Linked DNA regions of Anas platyrhynchos: region 1 is linked to region 2. The links are chromatin contacts, called in public Hi-C maps. All regions are on one chromosome and are shown on one strand. Each heading gives the region's core, a stretch centred on a gene start, on an enhancer-like site or on the middle of the called end of the contact. The rest is flanking DNA. Distances are from core to core; before and after follow the strand shown.

Region 1 (7,007 bases), core at 932-3,431, 49 kb before region 2:
CATCCACGAACAGTCAGTAACCAGTTCCTTTTATGATAATAATGATCCAGTTACCAAATAAGCAATGAGCTGACGCAGCAATAAAGCTGGAGACCAGGGTTGAGTTTCAACCCACAGGGCACAAATGCTACCTCCTGCCCACCAGCACAGGGAGAGGCAATCACCTCACCCCACTGACTGTTGCTAACCTCAAGCCTAAACTCAGTAAGTTCCCACTTTGTGCTATACACTCTACCCACCAGGAGCAAAAGGGATCACTGGCAGCACATCACGCCACGTTCCAGCTCCTCAAAGCCATTTGCACTAGTAAACAAACCCTGCATGCCCTGTCCATCAGACTCGACTTGTGCAAAGTCACAGATCCAGAAGCAGGGATCAGGCTGATGAAGTTCGGCAGGGAATACAGTTTAATCCCATAAAGGCTGGAGATGCTTAGGGACTTTTAAAATACCAAAGTACAGCTGTAGCTGTAAGTGGGCTTGCCTCCTGTGTGCTCCTGGAGAGGTGATTATAACTTCTCATTCTGGCTCCTGCCACATTACATCAAGATCTGCACCACATACAAGTTATATTATTGCACCACATAGCCTGGGGCTGCCTTTGAAGACCACTCAAATTACAGAGAATATATAATGTAATAGCACCTTCATTTATTGCCCTCAGCTCTGTACCAAGCTACTAGTAAAGGCTGCCATCTGATTGTGGTTTCTGATCTACAAAACCTTTAACAATATGATCTGAGTGTGTGAGACGTATACCTGAGTCATTTCACTTGCTACTGTCCTGGCTTGTCCTCAGTTACTGTGTTCCCAGTACCTTTCTGCATGGATCTCTCCTCTCACAACAGTCATGTCCCCACTTATGGTTTTTGGCTTTCCAAAGGCTGCAACTCTTCTCCACTGAGGTTTTCGTGAAGTGGAGGGAGGGAGAGGTTTGGAAAGTTTTGTTCTTTCCACTGATAGGAGAGCGCAGCTGATTTTGTTACTAGATTTTTTTTTCTTTTTCTTTTTTTTTCAATTTACAGACTCCTGTTCACAAACTGCTCACGTGCTATGCCACTTTGCAAACTCAGAAACACAAATTAGAGGAAAGAAATCCCAACGGGTAAGAAACAGCACTTAGGGAGATCCACAGCGAATCTGAACTCTCCGCGTTGTGCTATTCCCGGCAGCAGGGCTGGGACAGCGCACTGCCCAACACCGGCTCTGCCACAGAGCTCCCCTTCCAGCTGCCCAAAAGGCGCAACCATGCCAAAAACGCCAGCTGATAGCCGCCCCCAGAGCTGACCGCAGCAGCACCCAGCAGACCTCAGGCTTCAACCTCCTGACAAAAAGGCAGAGCAGCGGGTTATCGGCGCAAACATCACCTTTGGGTGGCGTCCAGTGGTGGGTGCCATAAGAGGTCTGCAGGAGGAGGTACTCGATGCCGTCAGCCGGCCTGGAGGACGCCGCCGGCTGCAGCCTCCTGTAGATGATCAGCCCACAGGCCCTGGCCGCCATCTCCCCGCTCGTTCCCTGCAGGGGACAAGCAGAAATGACGTGGGGCTGGGGCAGCGAGCCCGTCCCTTCGCTGCTGCCGTGCAATTAAACCACGTCCCGTGCAATTACGCCGCGTCCCCAGTGGCAACCCGCGAGGTGTGAAAACGGAGCCCTTCCCTCTGCAAGTGGGGCAGGAGGAGCCTGGATTAAAAAAAAAACATTAAATATATATAAATATGTGTGTGTTGTGAGGCACGAAATGGGACCTGTGTGCTGCTTCTTTACAACTGATACAGAACATAGCAGGCTGCAGGGACAGAAAACGATAAGGATCCAGGACAGACAGCCCCATAACGCCCTGAATTTCCCCACAGGTGCGGGTAATGCCGGGCTGCTGCCCGCGGAGCCCCCACCCTGGGGCTGGGGCTGGGGCTGGGGCTGGGGACCCCTCCGCCCCCGGAACCTCCCTCCGCCCCCCGCGGTTCCCCCCCGGACCTCTGAGCGCAACGCACGCCCCGCTCCCTGCCCTCACCTTGGCTTCCGGATGGGGAAACGAGGAGGAGGGCCCAACGCGAGACTGACAGCTCTTTGAACCAATCGCAGCGCACGCTCTCCCTGCCCTCACGCCCTTAACCCCGCCTCCCTCCGTCTGATTGGCTCCTCCCCAGCGAGCCGCGCGCGCCACCGTTTGAAGCGGGCGAGGCGTTGTTGCCATGGAGACGCGGCCTGGGCGCCGCTCACGGAGCCTCCGCGCCCGCTGAGGGGACCGGGGGGCACCGGCGGTGGCGGGGCCCGGCCCGTCCCGTCTCGGCGCTGCAGGGAGCGGGCGGACAGCGGGCAGCACGGCCCCGGCCGGCTTTTATCTGGGCTGAACGCGTGATCAGGCGCGGAGGCTTCTTTTGGGGCGAAACTGGGCAGAAAACGGTAAAAGTTGACCCGGGGCCGAGCTGCGGGGCTGACGCGGCCCCTCCGAGCCCTGCGGCGGTACCCCCGGCACGCGGCTGCTCGTCGGGCTCTAATTATAAAATAAACGCTGGGAGCCAGCTGCTAAAAACCCTGCCGGCCAGGGAGGCTCGGGCGCAATTTTCGAATAATCGGCGCCCATTTATAGCTGCCGGCGGGCTTCGGGGGCGCGTGGCCGAGCTCCGGAGGCTTCCCCTGCAGCTGCTGCTGGGAGCAGTTGTCGGGGTCAGCTGCAGGATGGAGCCACTCCTGGCTGAGCCCCCCGGCCTATGTTTGGTGTGGGGTGTGTGGCAGCCCCTGTGCGCTGTCAGAACGCGAGCAGTCCGTTCAGTTGTCGTTTTTTAAGTCTGTTTCAAATGTCGTTGAAATTAATCCGCTTTGTGCAATGTTCACCTTTCTGTGCTTTCTGGGTCAGGAGGAGATCAACAGGGAAGCAAGGGCAGAAGAACGTTGTACGCCTGGACAGGAGGGCTGTGTTCACAAGGAGGTGAGTGCCAGGCAGCCAGGCATGCTGCCCCACGCTCAGCCCTGCCCAGGCCACACAGTCTGCCCGCCGTCACTCTGTGCACACTGATAACGGTTCTCATTCTGCTTACGGAACGTTGGGAGCAACAGCACCTGTCACTTTCCAGTCTTCATCATGAGGATGATGAAGGGAGTGGAGCAGCTCTCTTACAAGGAAAGGCTGAGGGAGCTGGGTCTCTTTAGCTTGGAGAGGAAGAGACTGAGGGGTGACCTTATTGATGTTTATAAATATGTAAAGGGTGAGTGTCAGGAGGACGGAGCCAGGATCTTCTCAGTGACATCCAATGACAGGACAAGGGGCAATGTGTGCAAGCTGAAACATAGGAGGTTCCTCTTAAATATGAGACAAAACTTTTTTTACAGTGAGAGTGACAGAGCACTAGAAACAGGCTGCCCAGAGGGGTTGTGAAGTCTCCTTCTCTGAAGACATTCAAAACCCTCCTGGAAGTGTTCTTGTGTGACAGGTACTCCTGTTTAAGTACTCCTGCTCCAGTAAGGGGATTGGACTAGATGATCTTTTAAGGTCCCTTCCAATCCCTTGTATTTTGTGATTCTGTAATCATATTTACAGTAAGCAACTGGGGTATGTCCGGAGCAAAGAAAAAAGTGTTAGTGCAGGGAGAAGACCTGCATCATGGTCCAACTGTAGAAGAACTGTCAGTTAAGAATGAACGTGTTCTTTCCTTTCTACTTTTATTATATGGAAACTATAGATGGTTTTCTATGGGTATTTTTCATGTTTCTTCCTCATATTTTCAAAACAGACTGCTACAACACTTGTTCCAACTCACGTCAGAACATTTATTATCTCTTTGTGTATGTGTTCAAGGGCTTCCATAGCATAATCCTGCAATCTGATGAATGCATCTGTGGCAGTGATCTGTAAATATTTGAATTGGACCTTCATAGCTCCCTATCTACTTCATTAAACTAGAATTACAAACTTGTTTTGCAGTAGAGATTATCTCTTACTGTGGAGCTTGTGCTTATAGAAGTGCAACCACACCATGACCATGATTTCTTCACAGGAATGCCTTAGTATCCAAGGGGTGGGATCAGAATGATTAAAGCATTCGATGTGGTTCCCGGGAAAAGCAAATTAGACATTTGTTTCTGGAGGGATTAATCAGATTTCACTTTGGATAACAGATACAAAAGAGCTTCAAGTTCAGATGAATAAAAAATAACAGAGTATGACTAGTAACATGAGTTAATAAGTCTCCCTTTTCTCTGTTGTAGGTTTGCCAGTAAAAATTGGCTTTCTTCTGGTCTTCTGCTCTGTACCTCAAAAAACAACAAACACCTTGGCACAGCACCTGAAGACGTGTTTGGGGTAATGTGCTTAAAAGTAATGAGAAAGTAACCTGGTGTAGTTGTGGTTGGAAGAGGAAACATACCTACCTTCTAGATGTTTTTACAGATCTTTCAAAGTTCTTAACATCTGTTTTTTTATATGCTGTTTGTAAACTGGAATGATGTACACAATACAAAGTGATAGGCAGGAAAACAAGGTGTTTAAGTGTTGTGTACTGATTAACAATTATTACTTTTAGCAGATATCCATGAGAATTATGTCTAATAAGAATATTTAATGATCAGACTGCGGCTTATGGTTTAGAATAATTACGTGAAGTTACAGAATTAAATGTATAGATGCATTAATTTACATTTGTAAGGCTAGGAGTGGTTACATAAGGTTACACATAAGGTTTCTTCACTTCTTCATGGCTTGATTTCCCTAGTTTAAAATCAGGATATCATGATAGTAGTGCCATGTCTCAGAGGTGGCGATAAGGGGTACCAGAGGAAGTCAACTAAAATTGTCAGGTAAATATGAGTGAGTCAGAGTGGGATAACAGGGCATGTGAGTGTTACTCAAGTGAACAGTGCACTGAGATCTTTAATATATCAGAGTTTAGTGAGGATCCAGATATTGTGGCCTAACGCTGCTTCATTCTTATTATAGTTTATGTAGGGATTTTACAAGATTTATATTATGCAGAGTGACTGACACTCGCTGAGTGAGTATCTGAAGGCCAGCCTTTTCTCCAGTTAGAAAAGTGTTTTGAGAATGAAAAGATCTGTGTAAAAGCTGATTAATAATTAGAAGCATTTTAAAATTGTGGATCAGATCCTGGAATAAAATTTTGTAGTACATTGATTTCCTTCACAATACGTAAAATGTCATCATTGGTTTCCACTATTTATACTTGACATTTTCCTCATCTTTGTAGCCTTTAAAAACCTTAGAATATGGAAACAGTTCTCTGATGGCAAGGTGTGACCTTATTCTGTGCTTTGAGTTGGTTCCTTTATATAAAATTCTAGCACATCATTACAATAACTAATCACCTATTACCATCATCTTACAGACTTTCAAGATTTATCTAAAACTTCTTTGCAAAAGAAGTAAGTTGTAGAGGCCTCAGGTTTGCCGCACAAAGATGGTGGGCTGACTGGTCGCAGAGAATTATGCTTCCAGACTCGCTTCTTTCTCAAAACAGTTGTCACTTCCAACTATTTTAAGAAGTTTTAGGCTTTTGTCATACATGTAGTCCAGTTTTCAGAGAAGTGACACAGAGCTTCAGGACTTGGACACGCTTTAATATTAAACTACCACATTGAAGAATGTTCTGTTTTTCTGCACCAAAAAACAGCATTGTCTCACGTGTACAAATTAAGTTAGATCCTGACACTAGCTGGAAGAATGCTGGCTGTTACTCACTGTAGAAAAACAAAGGTCTTCTCTCTTTTTGCCAGAAGATGGCATTATTATTAACAATTTAGGATTATTGGAAACATACCCATACTCCCTTACTTCTTTACAAAGTTACTGTGAAAAACTATGTGTCAGTTTTAGAAACACTGTCTTTGGACACAATCTACAATGTTGGACAAATTAGGGTATTCTTTTTATGGGGAGACAGGCTCCTCATTTTTTCAGAGGACTGATGATTAAAAGGCCAAAAAGGTTTCATTGTGATCATCTGTTCTGACAACTGTAATTCCCCTGAATTCTTTCTTGTGTGAACCAGACCAAATTTTCTAAAAATAGTCTACCCTTGAGTTTTGAAATGATCCAAGATGCTAGAGCCATGACCTTGGCTTATTTTTTTTCCATAGTTAATATTAGTTAATGTTGAGTTTTCCTGCGTTGTGTAATAGCTGTTCTATGGATGGAGAGATACCAGAGTTATGTCCTGGAACCACCTAGATCCAGCAGGATTTATTATATGTGGGGAAGCAAAGCAGTTATATAACTTTTAGGACCATCAATAAGACGTACTGAGCTGCTTACATGTCTCAGAATTAACCTTCTTGTATGTTCTGCAGTACCTATATTAATTGGATTTTCCTTATTTTGAAAGTCTTAGTCCCTCGTTACTTCAGATAATGGAAATCTGGCTGCACGGTTATTTCTAACTGCTTAAATATATTTTGTTTAATTTTTAGTTAGAACCTTGAGTTTGAAATTCTTAATTCTCTCTCTGCATCTGTTACTCTTTTTTGGGAAGCGTTTCCATTTTTTTTCCTTTTTTTCCTCCTCAAAACTGTGCCCAACATTATCGTTCAAATAGACGTTAACACAAAAGTAGTTCTTGCACTAATTTTTGGCCAATCTGTTTGTATTTAACATAAGCATATATAAAGAAGTAAGTATAATCTAAGATACAAGAATGTGAATAGGCAAACCTGATGGATTGTTTTCATGTTTAACAGCGAAATTGCTGTCTCAGATTTGTGTTTCAGCCTCTCCTTTCATCAAATAAAAGAGCTTTGCCATGGCAGTGCATACATACAGACAGGAACTGCTCTGGTTTTATATTTGGAACTACCTTATGTAAGACAGGCATTTTTCAAAAACGTAACTCTCCCTGAAATGAAGTCTGAAGTTCCTGTGGAGTTTATCTGTTACATGTGTTGAAGTTAAACCCAAGAATCAGTACAGACTCTGCTAGCCTCTGTCAATTTTGATTTTTACCTCCCAGGATCTAATAATCTCAACAGTGGCTTGGCTTTACTTCAAGATTGAGAGTCACA
Region 2 (7,230 bases), core at 4,166-6,665:
GTCAGATGATTTTCAAAATTGCTTTTGGTATCCAAAAAGCAATTCTCCCACCCTCACAGGTAAGAAATCATGGAAGAAATCTTATACATAACTGCATGCCTTTTGAGCTAACTGCTACTATGAACAACAAGAGCTGAGAAGCTGAAGAAGTCACCAGAATTGCTTGCAAGTTAAGAGATGTGGCAGAGCAGGGTGAAGCAGCCTGTGAGTAGCAGTCTAAGGTTCACAACTGCCAGCACGAAGACCTGTTGGGCTGATCCATTTGCCACATAAAAGAATTACTGCACATGATCTGCCCTATCTATACGCCACACATAAAGCTAAAAACAAAGCCACGGGACATTTTAGAATCAACATTTGCCTCCACACCTCCACATCTCCCCCACAAGCCCCGTTTTAATCCACCGCGCGTTTACCGTGGTCACTGTGCTTGGAGACGATTCTTCTTCCGTACAAACTGTTGACACAGCCAGGGAAGGCAGCCTGGTCGAAGAGGATAACGTTGATGTCTCCATGCCACTGTCCTCGTTTAAAGCAGACAGACCAACCACATGGTGTCCGTTCAGTTCACTGGCTTTAGTCTGAGCACAGGCCTGCAAAGAGCTGAGGAAAGTGCCGTTGCGGAGACAGGTAGTGCTGTGGAAAGTGCTCATGAGCTTTGATGATTTTTGATCACTCTCATCGGAGTCAAGTTTAGGAAAGGACAGGGATTTGATATTGCTCACTGAAGTGATGGGGGACAGGGACACTTTGGAAGACAAGGACATCTTTTCACAGTTTCCCAACTGCGGTAAAGTGATAAAGCCATTGGGTTTGTGAAGGGGCTTGAAGTCCAACGTGGCCCTTTCTATGGATGCCAGAACCTCCTGATCTTGCAACACAGACTCAGACCCTCCTTTGGGCAAACTGCTATCTAACAGCTGGGCAACAACCGGCCCAGTAGTACCAACGTGGATTTCCAGAATGTTTTTTAACTCCTCCTTATCATCGATAGTTTTTAATTCCAGTTTGTCAAATGGGTCTTCTTCACATTCAAAATCAGCTGGGTTGAAGTCTGCTTTGGGGCGAGGTGGACTAAGAACTTTCTGCTTCACAGCACTGCTGTCGGCTGGCGTGGGTGTAAGAATGTTATTATGCTGCAGACTAGCAAGGATGGGGTTGATAGGAGGAGGCATGACCTCAGGGCAAGGTCCCTCTGAGAACCCCATTCTGTTGCTGTCCTCTGGGGCTACTTTTGAGTTTGCTATTGCTTCTTCTGCCTTGCGTTCAGCTTCTCTCTGGGCAGCTTGAATTTTTTTGATGTCTTCAGCCCACTCGATTGTTTTCTTTTCCAGGGAGAAGTCATACTGACCAGAGGTAGAGAGAGAAAGAGGGAAAAAAAAAAAAGACAAGTTATAAGAATCACAGCTACTACTTTACAGCATAAGTAACACAAGTGACACAGAGCAAGAACTACGTGAATCATCACAGACAGAATTTTTTTCCACAGCACCTCTTGTAACTCACAGGAAGGCAGAAGTAGGAGACACCAGCAGTAGTTTGTTTTACCTCTAGCAGCAAAATGTGGCTGTAGTCTGGACCAAAAATCTCGTATTTTGTGTCCATCCTACACTTAGTTTAGTTTAGAGCTACTGATGATCACAAGATCAGTTTCACAACTCCCTCTCCCTCTTCCAGCAAGAAAATAGATGCAGTCAGTGGAAGCCTGAAGTGTCAGTGACAACAATGTCACACGTGATGGACAGTCACACTCAGATCTGACACCACTGAACTAGGATTCAAGACTACAGCAGAGTAATTTTTGCATCCAAAGACCAATAAGGTATTTATCAGTACCCCCTAAAAGATTCCTAACAGACTGGATGCTAGTTTTAGACCCACTGGGTGGAGAGGTATCAGCATTCTCACACCTGTGCTAATGGTATGTAAGGGGATGTGCTGGCTACTCTGACAACTTCCAGTAGTAGCTGTTTTTGCCACTGTTACTGGCACTGACTGGACCCCACAAGCTTTTCTCATTTGACATCAGTTCATTCAGGGTTGGGTTAGCACACAAGACATTTACAGAAGCTACCCACTAAAGGCACGCAGGCCACTGTGGTGGCCTGACTGAGAGGACAAAATCCTGAACACGATAAATATATGTCAAGCTTTAGTATCTTACAAGGACCAAACGACCTTAGTGCCCTCCCTGTCATGGAAAAACACTCAGAACACAGCCTACAAAGCTAAGCCCAAGGTGTAACCTACCTGTGACTCACAAGAATTACAGCCTGCTTGCCAGGATGATGTCACATAACCAAACGGGTAATAAGACATCCTAGCTGTACAGAGCAACAAGCCAGGAAGATTTGCTAAGCCTCTGTTGGACTTTTCAGGGACTCACACTGTGTTATCCATCCCACAGCAGGCTCCAGAGAGAACCTGGAGACCCATCTCAACTCTACACAAAGTAGTTTTCCCTTTCCTTATTTAGCTCTAAGAGATGGGATATACAATTTATCAGCAAGGTGATTTTGAAACACAACTCACTGGCAGAAGTGCTGGGCACTATCCATTCCACACTCTTTGCCATCTGAGCAGAGCTATCACAGCTGGATACACACACAACCACGGTGTTTATAAACATGAAATACTAAGTACATGGTTTTGATCAATTTAGCCTCTGTGCACTTTTACTATTTTGAATAGCTCCCACCAGAGCTGTAAAAAAGCCAAAGAGTACTGTGCAAGGCTTAGCTTACGTGATCACATCATTTTATTCGAGGCACTGCAATCTAACCCGGCGTACTGTATTTGAACCCCAGCTTGGCTGGGAAACAAAGATACAGCACAGCAAGACCTGCCACAGGACATTAGAACCTCCTGCAGCACTCCTACTCAAGCTTAACTAGGTGGAAGTATGTGTATTGGGACAATCAGTCAGGCAACCACTTAACGGTTATAATAACAAGCCACGATGTCAGGAAATTCGGATGTTCAGCTCTGCAGCAGATAAGTTGCAGGGCAGAAAAAATCAGACCTGTCCACAGCAATCTGTCACAGCTGATGCTGAAGTCAACAAACTGGGCAGCCCAAGGAGAATCACAGATTCAAATGAGAAAACTATAGTTCAATTGTATTTCCTGCATCACAACCTGCATTTGGAGATTGGATTTATGCTGAAGTAATTGCTTTTGTGCTACCAAAAGTTTACAGCAAGAGCCACGTGCCTCAGAGACCTGGAAGAAATCCATACCAAGCAGCAACATCTTCGCTACATGGCTGGAGAAGATCTCCCACTCAGTACTGCACAGACTTTAAGAACCAGAAATTTATTTTTTCACCCCATTAAAGTGATAATGCACGGAATGTGGCCATACTTGTAGAACGCTGTTTGAGGATATGCCATAGCATGGGTGTTTCAATTCTTACCATCCTTCCTCTTAAAAATACGATTTTAGTTTAGCACTGTCAGGGCAGCATTTAAACCTTTAACTGTTTAAAAACACTATTTTTGGGGGGGAATAGATACATGAAAATAAATGCCATCAGGCTTTTTATAGGGGTAAGAAGAAACTTTCGGCACAGCTTACAATATTTATCATCTTCCTCTACATTCTAGAAGACTATAAAGTAACAGTACAGCACAGTGAAGACTAACACCCAAAAAAAAAATGTAGTTCACAGAATAACACATTGAAGACCTGGGGTGGCAGCAGAAAGAGCAGAAGTGCACAAACCATCCTTACCTGGGCTTCTCTGACAAGCTGAGAAGAATCTGGCAGGCAGAAACCAATAGGTAATCCAACCTTCGCAGGGGTTTTAAATTTGTCTCCTATCTTAAACGGGACATCATCGAGATAGCTGAAAGGCCCTAAGATCAGAAGAAGAAATGGTATCAAAAACCCTATAAATTTAATGCATTCAGTTAAACCTCACATTTCTGTATGTGGCAGCTACTCTCTCTCTGCTGCCCCAACCACACAATGTGACTCAACACAAAGGAAGTTGTGAGAATAGAAACACATTGAATATGCCCGGACTTCATTGCTTCAGTTTTGTTCTTTTAAAAAATAATATTCCAGCCCATAACAAGGTTTTACAACACTCCAATAGCTGAACAAATTTTGTAGTTAAAATCCCAGCATCTTAGCTTTCCTCATGACAACACTATGCCTACACAACCAGAATCTGAAGCTCTCCTGAATGTTGTGTTCTGTTACGCCTCTATAGAAGGAGCCATTAGTTTGTGATATACAAAACAAGTTTTAAAATGACCCAGCTCTAGAGCAGCTATGGAAGAAAAACACAAAAATGAACAGTTTTAGCATACAAGTGGACAGTAACATTTGGACAGAAATGGTCACAAGGAAAAAACAGCCCAAAGCCCAGATCTGCTTTAACCGAAACAGTGAAATAGCTCAAGAACATTCAGTATTGCAATCCTGACTTTTTAAACATGGCAATCTGACTAGATCCACTCTTATTTGTAATCACTCCAGTGCGAGGCCACAGACTCCTCAAGGTCCTCCATCTGTGCTTTACATCTATCATTTATGCGTAGTATTTATGAAGTGTTTTAGGACAAAAGCTGTTCAGGCACCCTGCAAACTCACTAGGCAGAATCACCAATGACTCAAGCTCCTCCAAGAAGCCAGACTAAAGGCTTGTTTTCCGTGAGCTGCTGTGAAGAAGTGCAAGAAAACCCATAAAATAAATTGTAGCCAGTTTCTACATTAACTGGTCTAAGCTTTTGGAATTACAGGCAAGGTTTTTGACTGTGTATAACAGCAATTTCAAGTGTTTGTCTAGTAATCATTTGTAACTTTGCTCCGAGTGCTACAAACCCGACAAGACATTAGTGGCAATGTGAGATGTTTGGTGACTAACCTCTTGCTCAGTGAGCTGTGACTTGCCATTTTTATGTGACCCATTTTCATACTTGGATGACAGTTTAAGTACTATTTGTGCTCCTTCACTGTTGACTCATCTACAATAACGCAGCCACAAGCTCCAAGAGAACAAGCAGCTTTTGGGAACAGGAATATCCTGTTAACTTGGAGTCAAATGTTTATGTGCTGTCATCAGTTGAGCTCTCCTGCTATGCACTGATCCCAGAGCCCTGTTGGGACACAGAGGGCATTTCCTATAGCTCTGACACCCTCAGGCTGAACAACCTACATGGCACCCATACAACCACAACAAAAGAGAACTCCAGGCAGAATATAATAGTATTTTCACTGGTCCTTACTGAGAAGCAGTACACAGCACAGCATCCAAACTGCACCTTGATGGCCACCAACACCGTGACATCCAAAGAATATTTGAGCTGGCAGCGTGAGAACTTGGATACAACAGCATGTGTTTCTGCAGAAGTAGCAATTGTGGCAGCCTTTGTGCTTGCACTTACATCATGGCCAGGTCAGAGACAGCCTTATCTCTGAAATGCTCAGAGTCCAGCTTGACTGCTGCTGCTGCCATGCCCTGGTTAGTCCCACTGGTACGAGTCCTGCTCTAACTGGGATGATCCAAGCGTCCAAGCCCAGCACAATCGCGTCTCTGCATCCATCTCACAGCCCAAGTTGCTCAGTACACAAATACCTGTTTTATTAGACTTATTGACACAGTAACTGGGAGACATCTCCCCTCCCGTGGCCTTGTTTGCCTGAAATTCACACCAGCCACAGAGCACACGCTGTGGTATTTATAGAGCAACATCCCTTGTTTCAGGACAGTAAAACACTAAGCACACCCAGACTAGATGAGCTGAACTAATGACTGTCAGCTTAACCTCAGCACCTAGACTAAGGAATAAAAACATTGTTTCTTCCCAGTATGGTAATTTTCTAATACAGTGCTATAACCTCATCTCAAATACAAGCCTACAAAAAAAAAAAATGTTAAGAGACACCAACTGTTTTAGGACAGTTAATAGAAAAAAAGTGTTTCTGAAGCAAAACACCGATGCTCATAGCATTCAGCCTAATCACAAAAGTACTGGTCTAGGAAAACTTGATTTCTTGACTTTTAAATGTATGAACTTACTGCCTCAATACTCAAATAGATAAGGACTCAATTTGTCTTCTAACAGTAAATTTAATACAAAAAGCAACACCAACATATACTAACTAACAGCCAAGCCACTGTTTCAATGGTACTATGCTTAAGCAAAGCAATTTAAGGTTTTCTGTTATTTAATATGCTGATTTTTAGAAATTTAATTTGAACCACCATCACAGCTTTAACTGATTACTCATTTTAAGAATCTACATTACACACAAAAAAAGAGAGTCAGGGAAAGGAGTCCTCTCACATTTATACCCCATTTTCTAAAAGAAACATGCATTGCAGCACATAATTCTTATGACGCCAATCATCTGCATGACATTACACATCTCAGATGTAGGAGAGATCACTTGCCTGTTAGCTACTAAGCCAGGTAAGTCCAATTTAGGAATAAATTCATTACTGAGCAAAATGCAACCCAATGATACATTAAAAGCTTGAGTTGCAATCCAGCCTCTCACTTGACTTTCATAGTAAGAGGCTGCAGATCTAGCGTCTGCTTCAGCGAGCATCACATAAGCACCAAAACTGCAGTTCAGCTTTGATTTTGAAGGGGATTGCTGGGGAGGTATTATCCTGCCATGACTGAGGGGCAGGGATGATGGGAGATAGTCAAAGGCTAAACTCCAGTTTAACTAGAGAATGAGCACAGCGTCAGCAAGCAACTATGCAAGAAGGAAGCCAAGGCACTTTGTCCCTAACAAAAAAGCCAGTCAGGGGCTGAACAGATCAGTCTTGACAGCCAGGACATTACTCAGCAGCAACACTACGATTCATCCTATTGAAAGGGCAAGGGTACCAAATTCCACTTACCATGAGAGTCGGATCCCAACTTCTTAGAAGCCATTTAGAACCTGAAAGACATTTTAAAATACATTTAGCAACTTCATACATATAGCATTGCATAAGCCTATGTGGTTTCAGCCTTATCTCTGTAGTATGGGACACGCTGCTGACACTTGCTATGTTTATCCTGTTGCAAAGACAGACAGTAAAATGGATTTTATAGCACCAAGAATTGATGGAGTGAATAAATAACTTTGCTCAGGGTCTGACAATCCAAATGGCCAGGAAAATAAAACCACAAATAGTCAAGAAGCAGCCAGGCTGATTAGAAAGATCGGGTTGTAGATCACAGCACTCCGAGACTGCTCCTTCCCAGCCCCACAGAGCACATACTGC

What was found. Hi-C and Micro-C count contacts between places; a contact is called where the count stands out from the background.
Region 1: a Hi-C map of liver shows a contact between it and region 2, with 2.2 times the contacts expected there. The contact joins the promoter of KIF24 here to the enhancer-like site in region 2. A contact is called at or near these places in 3 of 8 Hi-C or Micro-C datasets (liver, skeletal muscle and small yellow follicle).

The regions. Positions count from the first base shown.
Region 1 is chrZ:9,024,506-9,031,512 of IASCAAS_PekinDuck_T2T, reverse strand. KIF24 (kinesin family member 24) reads left to right here and starts at 2,181. Exons shown (of 15, transcript XM_038169903.2): 1 at 2,181-2,402; 2 at 2,857-2,928; 3 at 4,206-4,299. It overlaps NUDT2 (nudix hydrolase 2), which reads right to left and starts at 2,167. Exons shown (of 3, transcript XM_027447188.3): 1 at 2,011-2,167; 2 at 1,367-1,514. The coding sequence starts at 1,499.
Region 2 is chrZ:8,978,071-8,985,300 of IASCAAS_PekinDuck_T2T, reverse strand. It overlaps UBAP1 (ubiquitin associated protein 1), which reads right to left. Exons shown (of 9, transcript XM_038169911.2): 3 at 6,862-6,902; 4 at 3,732-3,856; 5 at 417-1,346. The coding sequence starts at 6,895. Among named protein-coding and RNA genes, the nearest start is that of UBAP1, 22 kb to the right of the region's middle. Within about 2 kb of position 5,415, at least 4 of the 8 cell types and tissues checked have an H3K27ac peak or open chromatin away from gene starts, as enhancers often do. A contact at or near this core is called in small yellow follicle, where this site is marked.